Linked DNA regions of Mus musculus: region 1 is linked to region 2. Evidence: chromatin contacts called from public capture Hi-C data. All regions are on one chromosome and are shown on one strand. The core of a region is the stretch at or near the end of the contact, and the rest is flanking DNA. Distances in the headings are between cores, read along the strand shown. Region 1 holds the start of Pla2g4f (phospholipase A2, group IVF). Region 2 holds the start of Pla2g4b (phospholipase A2, group IVB (cytosolic)).

Region 1 (5,731 bases), core at 205-2,704, 280 kb after region 2:
GGTACTGCCAAAGCTCCTGGAAAGCAGGCATTGATGTGTGGCAACGGGGCCTAACACACCCTCAGAAAGCCTCCTAGAGTCAGGAGGAGGCTGAAGTCTGCCCAACTCACCCCTCCAGTGTGCCTGCATGCCTCTATACCCCACACCACACCAAGGTACCCTCCCTCCAATGATTAACACCACCCTACCACCCTACTCCAAGAGAGCACACACACACACACACACACACACACACACACACACACACACACACACACACAGACACAGAGAGAGAGAGAGAGAGAGAGAGAGAGAGAGAGAGAGAGAGAGAGAGAGAGCAAAGCAAGGATTACTCACACTTATCTGTGTGCTGGATGTTTCTGGCCCTCAGCACCTTCACTTGAAGGTCGTAGTATGGGTGGGTTTCCTGCTGAAACAACAGAACCCTAGGAACTCAGTTCCAGGAAGCTAGGGTTGGCCTGATCTCCTCTCTCAAGTGTTTTCTGGCTTGAGTTTCTACTCTGTCTTACCATAGAACTTGCCTGGCCCAGGTCACTAATGCTCCTATGCCAGGAGCTCTGGGAAGCTTTTGCAAGGCGCAGGGTGCTGGGTGGTCAGGATTGGTGAGGGGCCTGGAATCTGGGGACCAGCTCAACTCTTAGTGTTCCCATGAGCAGCTAAGCTAGGTACGCTTTATAATGGTCAGCCTGCAGCTGCCCTCTAGACGTGACCTGGGCACTAGGATAATGTATTTAAGAAGGTCAAACACTAAAAGAGAAAGCCAGAACCCACTGCACCCACCAGCTTCCATGCAGGGGCTGAAAGACCAACCAGAGGCAGGAATGGGCAAGGGGAGGGGAAGCCAAGTCTCCTAGCTTGTTCTGGTCTGATAAGTCACTAGATTGAAGACTGAGCTCAAAACAAAACAAAACAAAAATGATGATGCCAGATTGCAGCCTTCTGGGTGTTAATCTACCCCCTGAAAACCCAACAAACCCTTCTCCCTTCTCTCCACAATGGTTATACAGCTAGACTAGTGCATTCCTGGCAAACCAACCACAGGCAATGGTCTCAGGCCGCCATCATTTCTTTTTGGAGGCCTTGGCCTGTCTCTCTAGTTTGAGCTTTTCCAGGTTGTCTGTGGTATGTTCCACCCTAAATCAAACCCCAGTGCAATGGCTGGCTTAGTCCCCACGGGGTGCCAGCCATCTCCCAGGACTCCAGCCAGCTTTTCCCAAGTGAGATCAGTACATTACCCGCCTATGCTTCCATTGTGGTTCGCTCTTTTCTGTCTTCCGTAGCAGTATGGCTCCAAGAAGGGGAAGTCCCTTGCCTGCCAGCCACTTTGGCTGGAGAGTCCAGGGCATGGCCAGCAGTAGCAGCTCAGGTCCCAGTAGGGAGCTTGCCTGTTTCCCAGAGCCACCCTTTCTCTGGCTATATTCACTGTCGCTCAGGTCTGACAAGTAGCACAGGAGTGGGAAGGGTGGAGCCACTGCTAGGCTGAGGCACCGGGGCTGGAGGAGGGGTTTGAAGTGCTCCAGGAGGGGTTTGAAGTGCTCCAGGAAATGAGTGGAGCCTGCTTTCCCTAGGCAATAGGCAAGTTGCTCCCTTTCCAAGAGACTCTTGGGGTCCTGCTTAGCTCTCTGGTCTCCAACTCAGGCCCTGCTTAGCTGAACTAGTTGTGAAAAACAGACACCACTCCCATCCCTTGCCATGTATGGGTAGGGCAAGAGCCCAGATATTCTTGTTTCCAACTAGTCTGCCATTAGCAGAAGTCAGGAGGTACTATAATCAGGGCTAACCTCATCTAGCTGCCAGAAAGCCCCACACCATCTCTCCTTCAAGTCCCACTTTCTCCACAGCTCTTAAGCAGAAACAGAAATCTCTGGCTCGGGTTTTTATGGGGAATCACTGACATTTATTGTCTCTTTTGGCCTCCCTCAGTTATTTCCTTAACACAAAGGTCATGGTATGTCTGTACCAAAGCCACCCACACCCTGAAAAGATTCATTTCATGACTCCTTTCCTGGGTTGGTAGAAGTGCCTGGTGCTTCAGGCATAGAGGCGGGGGCATGGCCAGGTATTGTAAATAAGGACAGAAGAGAGGCAGGCCTCTCTATCCTTAAACTGCCAGAGATAAAGGCTTTAAAGTGTCCATGACCATTTTGAGGCTCCGGCTGCAACCGCATGTCATGTCCTTTCCTGTGGACCACAGTCATCTAGGTGGCGAGGCAGGGACAGTGGCTAGCAAAAGTTCCTAGGAGACTCTTTTCATCTCTTTAACCATAACCCTTTCATATAGCTAAGGGTAGTGGTACACAGAACCCCAGGACAGGCAGGAGGCTCACTTGAACTCAGCATCGTGAGACCAGTTTAAGGTACCAGATAAGACCCCCATCTCGACCAGGTAATCTCTACTGCCTTCCCTCCCTCACACATCCACAGCTGGAGGCTGCAATGACATCCACAAAGGTGAATTAACTCCCAAACGAACAGGCCATGCTCAGACCAGAAATTCCAGAACCAGAGGTGACGTAACTGTGGTGACCTGCTTCACCTCAGATAGATTGTAAAAGAGATCTGACTCAGAGATGGCTAAGCCCAGCCCCCTTGCTGAACATGGATAGTTCAGCACCTGGATCCCAGGCTGAAGCTGGGGCTTTGGGTAAGGAGGGGCAGAGTTCTAGCTGGCTGAGTGCTTTTGGGCTTAAACCATATTCTCTGCTCGGAAGCCATCTCCCCATGCCTCAACAGACATGCCTCAACTCAAGTTCTGGATGCTTTTCACTGGCAGAAGATCTTCAGGACAGCCACAGACAGACAGCTAGGGTATCACAGAGGGACCAAACTGGCATTTTAGAACCAGGAAAAGTGAGCCAACTTTACTTTTCAAACAGAGTCCCTCCCTCTTACCAATTCCACATCTTCACAGGAGTCTTCTGGCCATAGTGAGCTTCAGGAGGCACAAAGCAATGGTGTATTAGATTCTGGGATTCCCAGAGCGATGATGGAAATATTCTGTGCTTGTGAGATCAGCCACACATCCACAGCCACAGATGCTGTGCTGGCCACAGATGGAGGCTTTTGTGAGAGGAGTGTTACTCTTTTTTAACTTTCTGATTCTTTGTGAATTTCACATGTACTCCAATCCCATTCAACTCCCCAACTCTTCACATCCACCCTCTGCCCCCGCAACCTCCCCCTCAAAGGAAAACAAACAAACAAACAAACAAACAAACAAAATACTGTTGTGGAAGTAGTAGTGCATCAGTGTGTCCCACAGTACACCCCTTTGTCCACACGTCTTTACTTGGAAATGTTCATTACAACGAGTCACTGGTCTGGATCTGCTACACTATCAATACTGGATTCTCAGTGGGACGCATCTTGGATATTCTCTTGTTGCCCTGGGTCATGCAGCTTTGGATCTGCAGGACTGGCCCTTTTATGTGCTCCAGCAGTTAACAGATGGGGTAGATGTTGGGCTGGGCCAACTCAAAGCCCTGGATCTGAGCCTGGGTGGTAGCCGAGTTGGTCAGCCCACCAGCTCTCCTGCACCCACACCACCAGTGTGAGTTCTCTAGCACTGCTCTGGCTAGCTGCAGCAGGCAAGGAGCTGGGCCAGCCCCCCGACTCTCTTGAGAGGAGTGTTATTTTTACTGTTTTTCATAGTTACTAGCTGTCTTATCTTATTCTTCTCTCTTAGCTAAGCTACTATCCCCTTACATTTCCTTTAGTCTTCAGAAAGGGAAGAGGGAGGCTCAAGGAAACTTGGTTTTTCACTTATGTTTATTGAGAAGCAGCCTCCATCATCCTTAGGCTGGAGCTACCCTGTTCCCTCTATGAAGGGCAGGATCCTGGGAAGAAAGGATGGAGTTTAGGGAAACAGAATTAAGTATGCACACCACCCAGGAGAAAATACAGGCTTTATTCTACTGCTTCAAACACAGTTCATAAGAAGGGATGCTACAAGCCTACCAGGTAAAAGGGCAGGACTCACATGATGGCACAAGTTCTGGTCCTGTCCTATGGGGAGTGGCCTGGCATCCCAGTGCCACTCCCGAGGAAGTACATTTTAAGGTGGTGCAGATGGGTTCATGGGCAGCACTGTTTTTTTTTAAACTTTATGTATGGGTGTGTGGCCTGCATATATGTATGTGCATGTGTGTGCCTGGTGTCTGTAGCCTCCAAGGCCAGAAGTTGCTGTGTACCTCTTGCTCTGCGTACCTCTTGCCGGCTCCCTGACATACTCAACAGAGCTGCTCCTGCATTACTCTTTGCCATTCCTCAGTGCCCCACAAACCTGCACGCCATCTCATCACTATTGGTTTCTGGTCAGCTGTTCCCTGTGTGCAGTGAGACATACTTTACCAAGCTATCCTAGCTCGATCCTCCAGTCTTGCAGAAGAAAGGCCAAGGAACAACTATGGCCAGGAAAACAACAGGACAGAAAGTGGCTAGAGTGGAGGAAGATGCTCAGCGCTCACCTATAAAGACTCAACAGCCTGTCCAATCAACAGCCTGTCCAAGCAGCTGGTGAGTGGCCGAGGCAGGCACTTCTAGAGAGATCCTGCCTAGACCACACACCCTGCACAGTGCTGCCCCGGGGAGGTACCAAAGCCTACACCTACAGAGACTTGTGTTCTCCTACACATCTTAGTAGAAAAGTTCAGCTCCTGAGACCCTTCATACAATGTCCATGACACCTGCTCATCAGGGCCTCCCATTTGCCACATTTAAGCATTAGTTACTCTACCTCCCACTCTACACAGTGGGAGGGGAAGCGTGGACGGTACAAGGGAAGAGATCCAGGGGTAAAATAAATAGTGAGGAAGAAAAGGCGACTGAAAACGGAAGGGATAAGCAGGGAGACTCCTGGAGAAAACACTGGCAGTATAAACAGCCTGCGGTCAGTGGGCTGGCAAGCTCTAGTGCTGGGCTCCCATGGGACTCTCCAGGCCGCCATGCTGGGGGAATCTTGTGAAGCTGTGTAGTTATTGTAATAGAAAACTCACAGTCAACAACCCCATGGGTACAAACACTTGAGATGAAATCTCCTTGTCCAGATGATTGGTATACAAAGGCAAGATGGTGCATTTCCTCCTGTCCAAGCAGGGGTTAAACTCCTGGAATTGTCTGCAACATAACAGCGTAAGATATAACTAATCTCTTCTAGTAAAAAGCCGGCAATGCCAGGTCACAAGTCCAGTTAATTCGGAGATGTTCCAGAGAGCAAGGTGGCCAGCATCGTCCCTGGTAGCAGTGCACGGTTCTCAAGGTGGCTGCTCCTTCAACTCTCTGGGAAAGCTGAGCTGTCCACTGCTGAGTGCTTGGGCTGCCGGGCTCAGGTGTCGGCTGAGTTTACCTCTTTGGAGCAGAAGTAGTGCACAACCACCCCATTGGGGTATCTTGCAAATGCACTGTGTGGAAGAACAGCTGAGAGTGAGTGGTGTTCTATGTCTCCTCCAGCACCTGCAAGAGGCATCAGCCCCAGAAGCCACCCCCAACCCAAACAGCAGCCTACTCCAGTACCTCTGGACCAGAGCAGGAGCTATGCACCACCCAAGTACACGCAAACAGCTTTGTCGCTCCCTCAGTGCAGGGACAGGGTGTAGGCTAGCGGGAGTTGTATCCTCAGTGGCACCAACTAATCACTAACCAAGCAACCAGGCAAATACGTGGACAAACAAAAAGCCAGCGCAGAACATGTGCCCTTGGCTTGGCACTGGGAATCATGTTCAGCAGAACTCGT
Region 2 (5,497 bases), core at 2,411-4,910:
TAAAACATCAAAGCCCACTCCTAGTGACACACTTCCTCTAACAAGGCCACACCGCCTGTTAGTGCTACTCCCTGTTGGTCAAGGATTCACACACATGAATCTGTGGGGTCATCCAGAGCCAGACCCACCCCAGTTAGCCTGTGGCCACCAGCTCAGTAGTGCAGGCCTCCTAGGTCGGAAGCACCCTTGCTTAGGATGTCCGTCATAGAGGGCTTCTTGGTGCAGTGTGATGGAAGTTGGGTACCACTGATTTCACACCTCCTCCACCACCATTTCTTTCTTAAGACCTCAATGTACCTCGTGTTGTGCCCTACCTGGATGAGCCCCCAAGCCCACTCTGCTTCTACCGGGATTGGGTGTGCCCCAACAGGCCCTGCATTATCCGAAATGCTCTGCAGCACTGGCCAGCCCTCCAGAAGTGGTCCCTGTCCTACTTAAGGTAAGGTGTTCCTTGGGAGGTTGGGTGGAACAGTGACCATTAGCAGCAGACTACAAACCAAGTGTCTGTTTCTTCAGAGCCACGGTGGGCTCCACGGAGGTGAGTGTGGCTGTGACTCCAGATGGTTATGCGGACGCGGTGCGAGGGGACCGCTTTGTGATGCCTGCTGAACGCCGCCTGCCCATAAGCCATGTACTGGATGTGTTGGAAGGTCGGGCCCAGCACCCAGGAGTCCTCTATGTGCAGAAACAGTGTTCCAACCTGCCCACTGAGCTGCCCCAGCTTCTGTCTGACATTGAGTCCCATGTGCCCTGGGCCTCTGAGTCACTGGGTGAGTGGTGGGGGTAAGAGGCGGGGTATGGACGTGAAGTGGGGAGATAAGAGTTCAGCTAGCTTGTTGATTCTCTGCCTTTTGTGTTGATTCTGTGGGGGCAGGTGCTACCTATCTGCCCGCTCCAGGGCTGCTGTCTCTGCCATCCTGGGATTGTGTTCCCAGTGTCACCTTCCCCCAGACTCGGCACTCTTCTCTCTCACCCATATTTCTGCATAGCTGCCCCCCACACGGGTGGTTCTCAGCCTGATATTAATTCACTGTGTCCCACAGGGAAGATGCCTGATGCCGTGAACTTCTGGCTGGGTGATGCATCTGCAGTGACATCCTGTAGGTGTGGAGACTCCTCAAGTGGGGAGGGGCAGAGGGAAGAAAGGTGGGCCCCAGAACGAGTACCTCAGATTTCTTTTGGTATTGTGGGACTAGGAGACCACAGAGTTTCTCCTGATGGCAGGAACACTGGGGACAGGGAATACTGTACCTTTTAAGTCTCTAGAAGCCTCTTCAGAAGTCAGGTAGATCTGAGAGCAGGGGTCAGGAGATAACGCCCGCCCATTGGTGATCCAGATGAAGGGGAGTCCACATCCAGTTTTTGGTGGCCAAGTTCTGTGATTCTTGCAAGAACCTTGGAATCTCCACAAGTCTGCTAATCCTGTGTGGGCTTTTCCTTTCTCTGTAGGCTCTGCTAGGGTGTGGGGTGTGGGGCTGAGGACAGTGTGGCCTGCTTCCCTCCACTTAACTCCAGGCCTTCCATGTGTCAACAGTGCACAAGGACCACTATGAGAATCTGTACTGTGTAGTCTCTGGCGAGAAACACTTCTTGTTACATCCACCCAGCGACCGGCCCTTCATCCCTTACAGTAGGTGACATGAACTAAAAGAAGCTAGTAGTCACTGGTGAGGGAAGGGCAGCAAGAGGTCCCTGCCATGGGCCCCAGCCCTCTGGTCTCTGTATGCAGGGAACGCTGTGCTGGTCATGGTGAGAGTGCCTGACAGGCTGTTGGCCCCTTGTCTCCCTGACCTTGCCTTCAGATCTCTACACACCAGCAACCTACCAGCTGACTGAAGAGGGCACTTTTAGGGTGGTGGACGAGGAAGCCATGGAGAAGGTGTCTGTCCTGTTCTTGGGCTCTGGGGAGTGGGTAGACCTCTGGGGAATAGGCACAAAGGGCCTGGGGAGGTGGCATCCCACTCTGAAAATCCCTAGGCTGTGATTCTTCAAGCCGAGAGGAGAGGGGACAGAGCTGGAGATCTTGGGGACCTCAGGGCCTGCTCTCAGGCAGCCGCTGTGTCTCTAGGTACCCTGGATCCCACTGGACCCCTTGGCTCCAGACCTGACCCAGTACCCCAGTTACAGCCAGGCACAGGCCCTTCACTGCACAGTGCGGGCCGGCGAGATGCTGTACCTGCCAGCTCTGTGGTTCCACCATGTCCAGCAGTCCCACGGCTGTATTGCTGGTAAGTAGCACCTGGAGCATCCAGGGGGTCAGGCCTTGTCATGGCCCAACAAGGGATCGGGTTGGGGTGGCTCTGGCTTAAATCTCACATCCGGGTCCCCCTCCTCTCCACAGTGAATTTCTGGTATGACATGGAGTATGACCTCAAGTACAGTTACTTTCAACTGATGGACACCCTCACCAGGGCCACAGGCCTTGACTGAAGAGACCCTCAGACACTGCAAAGGACAGCGGGGATCGACGGGGTCATTTGATTCTGGAGGCAGCCTAGAGTTCGAATATGTCCTGGCTGCTGCCCAGGTTCCCGCCTGTGTTGGGATCAGGCATTGCAGGAACTTGGAATTTAGTTGGAGGTCCAAGAAATGCCAGACAGGTCTGGGTGAACGTGCCCAGGAAATTGCCACACAGGTGACAAGGAAGCACGGATCAGGTACAGCAGTGCCTCTCACCAGTGCTATGACCTTGGGTGAGTCACTGCATGTTAGCATCAGTCCCTTGTCTGTAAAGTGGAGATAATAATGGCTCTGGCTCCCAGAGCTTTGGGAATAGGCATGGGCCAATGTAGAGGAAGCGGTCAATAAAAGGTGACACTTGATACACTTGTTCTCATGTTCCCCGTCACAGTTGCCTTTGGTGGCCTGCTGAGGGCTTGAAGGTTCAGGATGACCCTAACTGGGAGGCCTAAGCCAGATCCACATCTGGGGCTTTTCTTCCCCCTGATCCAGGGAAGCTGGGTGTGGAGCGCCGAGGGTGACCCCTGTTCTATAAATGTAAACAGGAAGGGACAGGAACTGTGTTCCTCCTGAGCTGTTCTCTGAGGAAAGAGTTGATCTCCACCCCTAGACTCCTTTGTCACCCTGCTGAAGAGCAGGGAGAGCCCCTACCCCTGCATGCCAACCCATAGGTCTCATCCCTAGCCGCCCAGCTCCAGGTGGAGGCAGCCTAGCGTGGCTTTGAAGGGCTGTTTTATGTGAAGACCACACCCCTTCAAAATTGTGATGGGGCCTGAGGTACTCTTCTGAGATTGCCCAGGGCTCCCGTTCAGACTGGGTATTCCTGTCGTACTGGCACTGGGAAGGAGATTGCGAAAGGACCCACCGACAACGTGATCCTTAGCCCCCAGCGTTCACTGCTATTTTAGGGGACCACTGTCTGCTGTCCTGTTCAACCTCTAACAGCAAGAGGAGAACCCCCTCCTCTCAGTTAGGGCTGGTTGGCTAGCCTAGCTATCAGCAACTGCAGAGAATGGACTTCAGGGAGCCTGTGGCCAACTCCAGGAGGTATCACTGACTCCAGCATTAGCTTAAGGTGTCTCACTTCCTGGGCAGGTGGCTGGGTCAGCAGTGGGCGTGGGGCTTGGGTGGAGCAGAAGAGTCTGTGGGAGGGATCCAAGAGGAATGTGTGGCCAGTTGGCTTACCTTGGCTCTGGGTTTAAAGCTGACAGTTGTTGGTTCTGTGGCCACTACGCCATCATTCCTGTTCCTGTGGACTTGGTCTCATGGCTCTGGTAAGGCTCCATAGAGCACTGGGCTCCCATTTCTGACTTGGCTCCCCATCCAGGGCCTGGTGGCTACTGTTTCTAAAGGGAGCTGTGGACTTCTCTTAGCAAAGGGAGGGATACGTCCCAGCTTCAGGACCAGGCAATAGAAGCCAGAACTGAGATGAAGGTCTGTCCTGGGAATAGGTTCCAGGCAGAATTCCGTAGATTTGAACCCTTAGAACTCTGAGGATCTTACCTGCTGTTCTGGGAGCCCTAGAAAGCTGCTCCATGCTTCTGACTTGGATGCTTGGTATGTGGGGAGCCCCAGGGGTGCCTCAGAGATGAACTTCCTCACCTCTGCCCCTGACTATGTGGAGCTCCCTGTACCTGACCACTGGCACCTCTCCAGAGATCTGGCTGAAGACCAAAAGGAAGGGCCAGGTGGCACAGGCGTCCTCCACCCTGGCACACTGCCAAGTGTCCATAGCTCCAGAAGCAGAGGGAGTTGGGAGGAGCTCTCGAGACCCCCATCGGGTCTGGAGGATGCCAGTGTGTGGGCGATCTGGACTGGTAGCTGCCGTCCCAACCCTGCAGCATACATTTCCAGGATGGGGTAGATGGCATGGGTTTCAGCTCACTCACAGTGCCTAAGCCCCAATGTATTCATTCCTGTCCCTTGAAGGCTAATCTGACATCTCAGATCAGCCCTAAAGCCTCTTAGTAGGAGTGGGGTGGGATGGTGAGGCAGGGGGATAAAAAGACAAAGGATACCATACCCAGAAATGGTGGGTGACACTAACTAGCTTGCCTGTGTTCTGAGCCAAACAGAACCTAGGAGAGTGGCCTCAGTTTCCTCCCAGGGCTGGCCATTGTCATAGCTCCCTTCATAGGATATGTGACAAATAAGTAAATGTATGGAGCTGGCACGGTGTTATATAATTATGGGAAGGTGTCATGTAGATGTATCTTGTGTCACTCTGGCATTCTGATGGCTACAGGTGGACCTGGTCCTTTTGGTAGAGAATTAAGCCTTAAGAGTTTGTCCCTGTCCCCTCTCCTGTGGCCCTGTCATATTTGACCCCGTCTACCTATAGCAAACCTGCCCAGTCTACATGCAGGCAAAGGTGCCAGAGACATGCCTGCTCACTGTACGCGTCCTCCGGGCCAGTGGCTTGCCTTCCAAGGACCTAGGTAAGCACACTGCTTTCCTGTCCCTTAGCTAAGCAGGCAGTAGGTGGGCTGCTTCAGAGTAGTTAAGTACCAGTGGGAGGGTCTCCAGGGAAGGCCGGGCTGGTCTTGCAGATGGCTGCCGGAGGGACAATCCCAAAAGTGGCAGAGGGCTCAGTCCTATGGACATGAAGTGTCTGGGAGAAGGAAGTGGACTCTGGCAGCCTGGGAAATTTCTTGATCATACCCGACACATGTTCCTCCTTCCTGCAGTAACCTCCTCTGACTGCTATGTGACTCTGAACCTGCCCACGGCTTCCAGCCACACGCTCCAGACACGCACAGTCAAGAACAGCCGAAACCCTGTCTGGAATCAGAACTTCCACTTCCGGATCCATAGGCAGCTCAAGGTAGACCAGGCATCAAGTCTGGCCCTGTCCTTGTCCCTGTGCTCCATCGTCACACGTGTCTCCTAGTCTGCCATTCCCTTCCCCGTTCACCTCTCACCCATCTCATTCCTGTAGCTGCTTCTCTTTGTGCCTCTTCCAGAATGTTATGGAACTGAAAGTCTTTGACCATGACCTGGTGACCAGAGATGACCCAGTATTGTCAGTGCTGTTTGA

The links. Capture Hi-C pulls out chosen DNA fragments and counts their contacts.
Region 1: a capture Hi-C map of embryonic stem cells shows a contact between it and region 2, with 2.9 times the contacts expected there. The contact joins the promoter of Pla2g4f here to the promoter of Pla2g4b in region 2. A contact is called at or near these places in 1 of 39 promoter capture datasets (hippocampal neurons), 1 of 15 datasets of contacts at CTCF or cohesin (the NIH/3T3 cell line), 1 of 484 Hi-C or Micro-C datasets (bone marrow-derived macrophages), 1 of 115 datasets of contacts at active chromatin or transcription factors (embryonic stem cells) and 3 of 9 other capture datasets (adipose tissue, embryonic stem cells and liver).

Annotation. Positions count from the first base shown.
Region 1 is chr2:120,312,711-120,318,441 of GRCm38.p6, forward strand. Pla2g4f (phospholipase A2, group IVF) reads right to left here and starts at 1,455. Exons shown (of 20, transcript NM_001363073.1): 1 at 1,236-1,455; 2 at 337-409. The coding sequence starts at 1,346. Vps39 (VPS39 HOPS complex subunit) reads right to left here. Exons shown (of 25, transcript NM_178851.4): 25 at 3,751-5,399. The coding sequence ends at 5,324.
Region 2 is chr2:120,029,773-120,035,269 of GRCm38.p6, forward strand. Pla2g4b (phospholipase A2, group IVB (cytosolic)) reads left to right here and starts at 3,661. Exons shown (of 20, transcript NM_145378.4): 1 at 3,661-3,734; 2 at 4,802-4,898; 3 at 5,148-5,284; 4 at 5,424-5,497. The coding sequence starts at 3,726. It overlaps Jmjd7 (jumonji domain containing 7), which reads left to right. Exons shown (of 8, transcript NM_001114637.1): 2 at 286-439; 3 at 517-770; 4 at 1,044-1,100; 5 at 1,535-1,630; 6 at 1,803-1,879; 7 at 2,069-2,228; 8 at 2,342-2,832. The coding sequence ends at 2,430. It overlaps Gm28042 (predicted gene, 28042), which reads left to right. Exons shown (of 27, transcript NR_104353.1): 2 at 286-439; 3 at 517-770; 4 at 1,044-1,100; 5 at 1,535-1,630; 6 at 1,730-1,879; 7 at 2,069-2,228; 8 at 2,342-2,693; 9 at 4,802-4,898; 10 at 5,148-5,284; 11 at 5,424-5,497.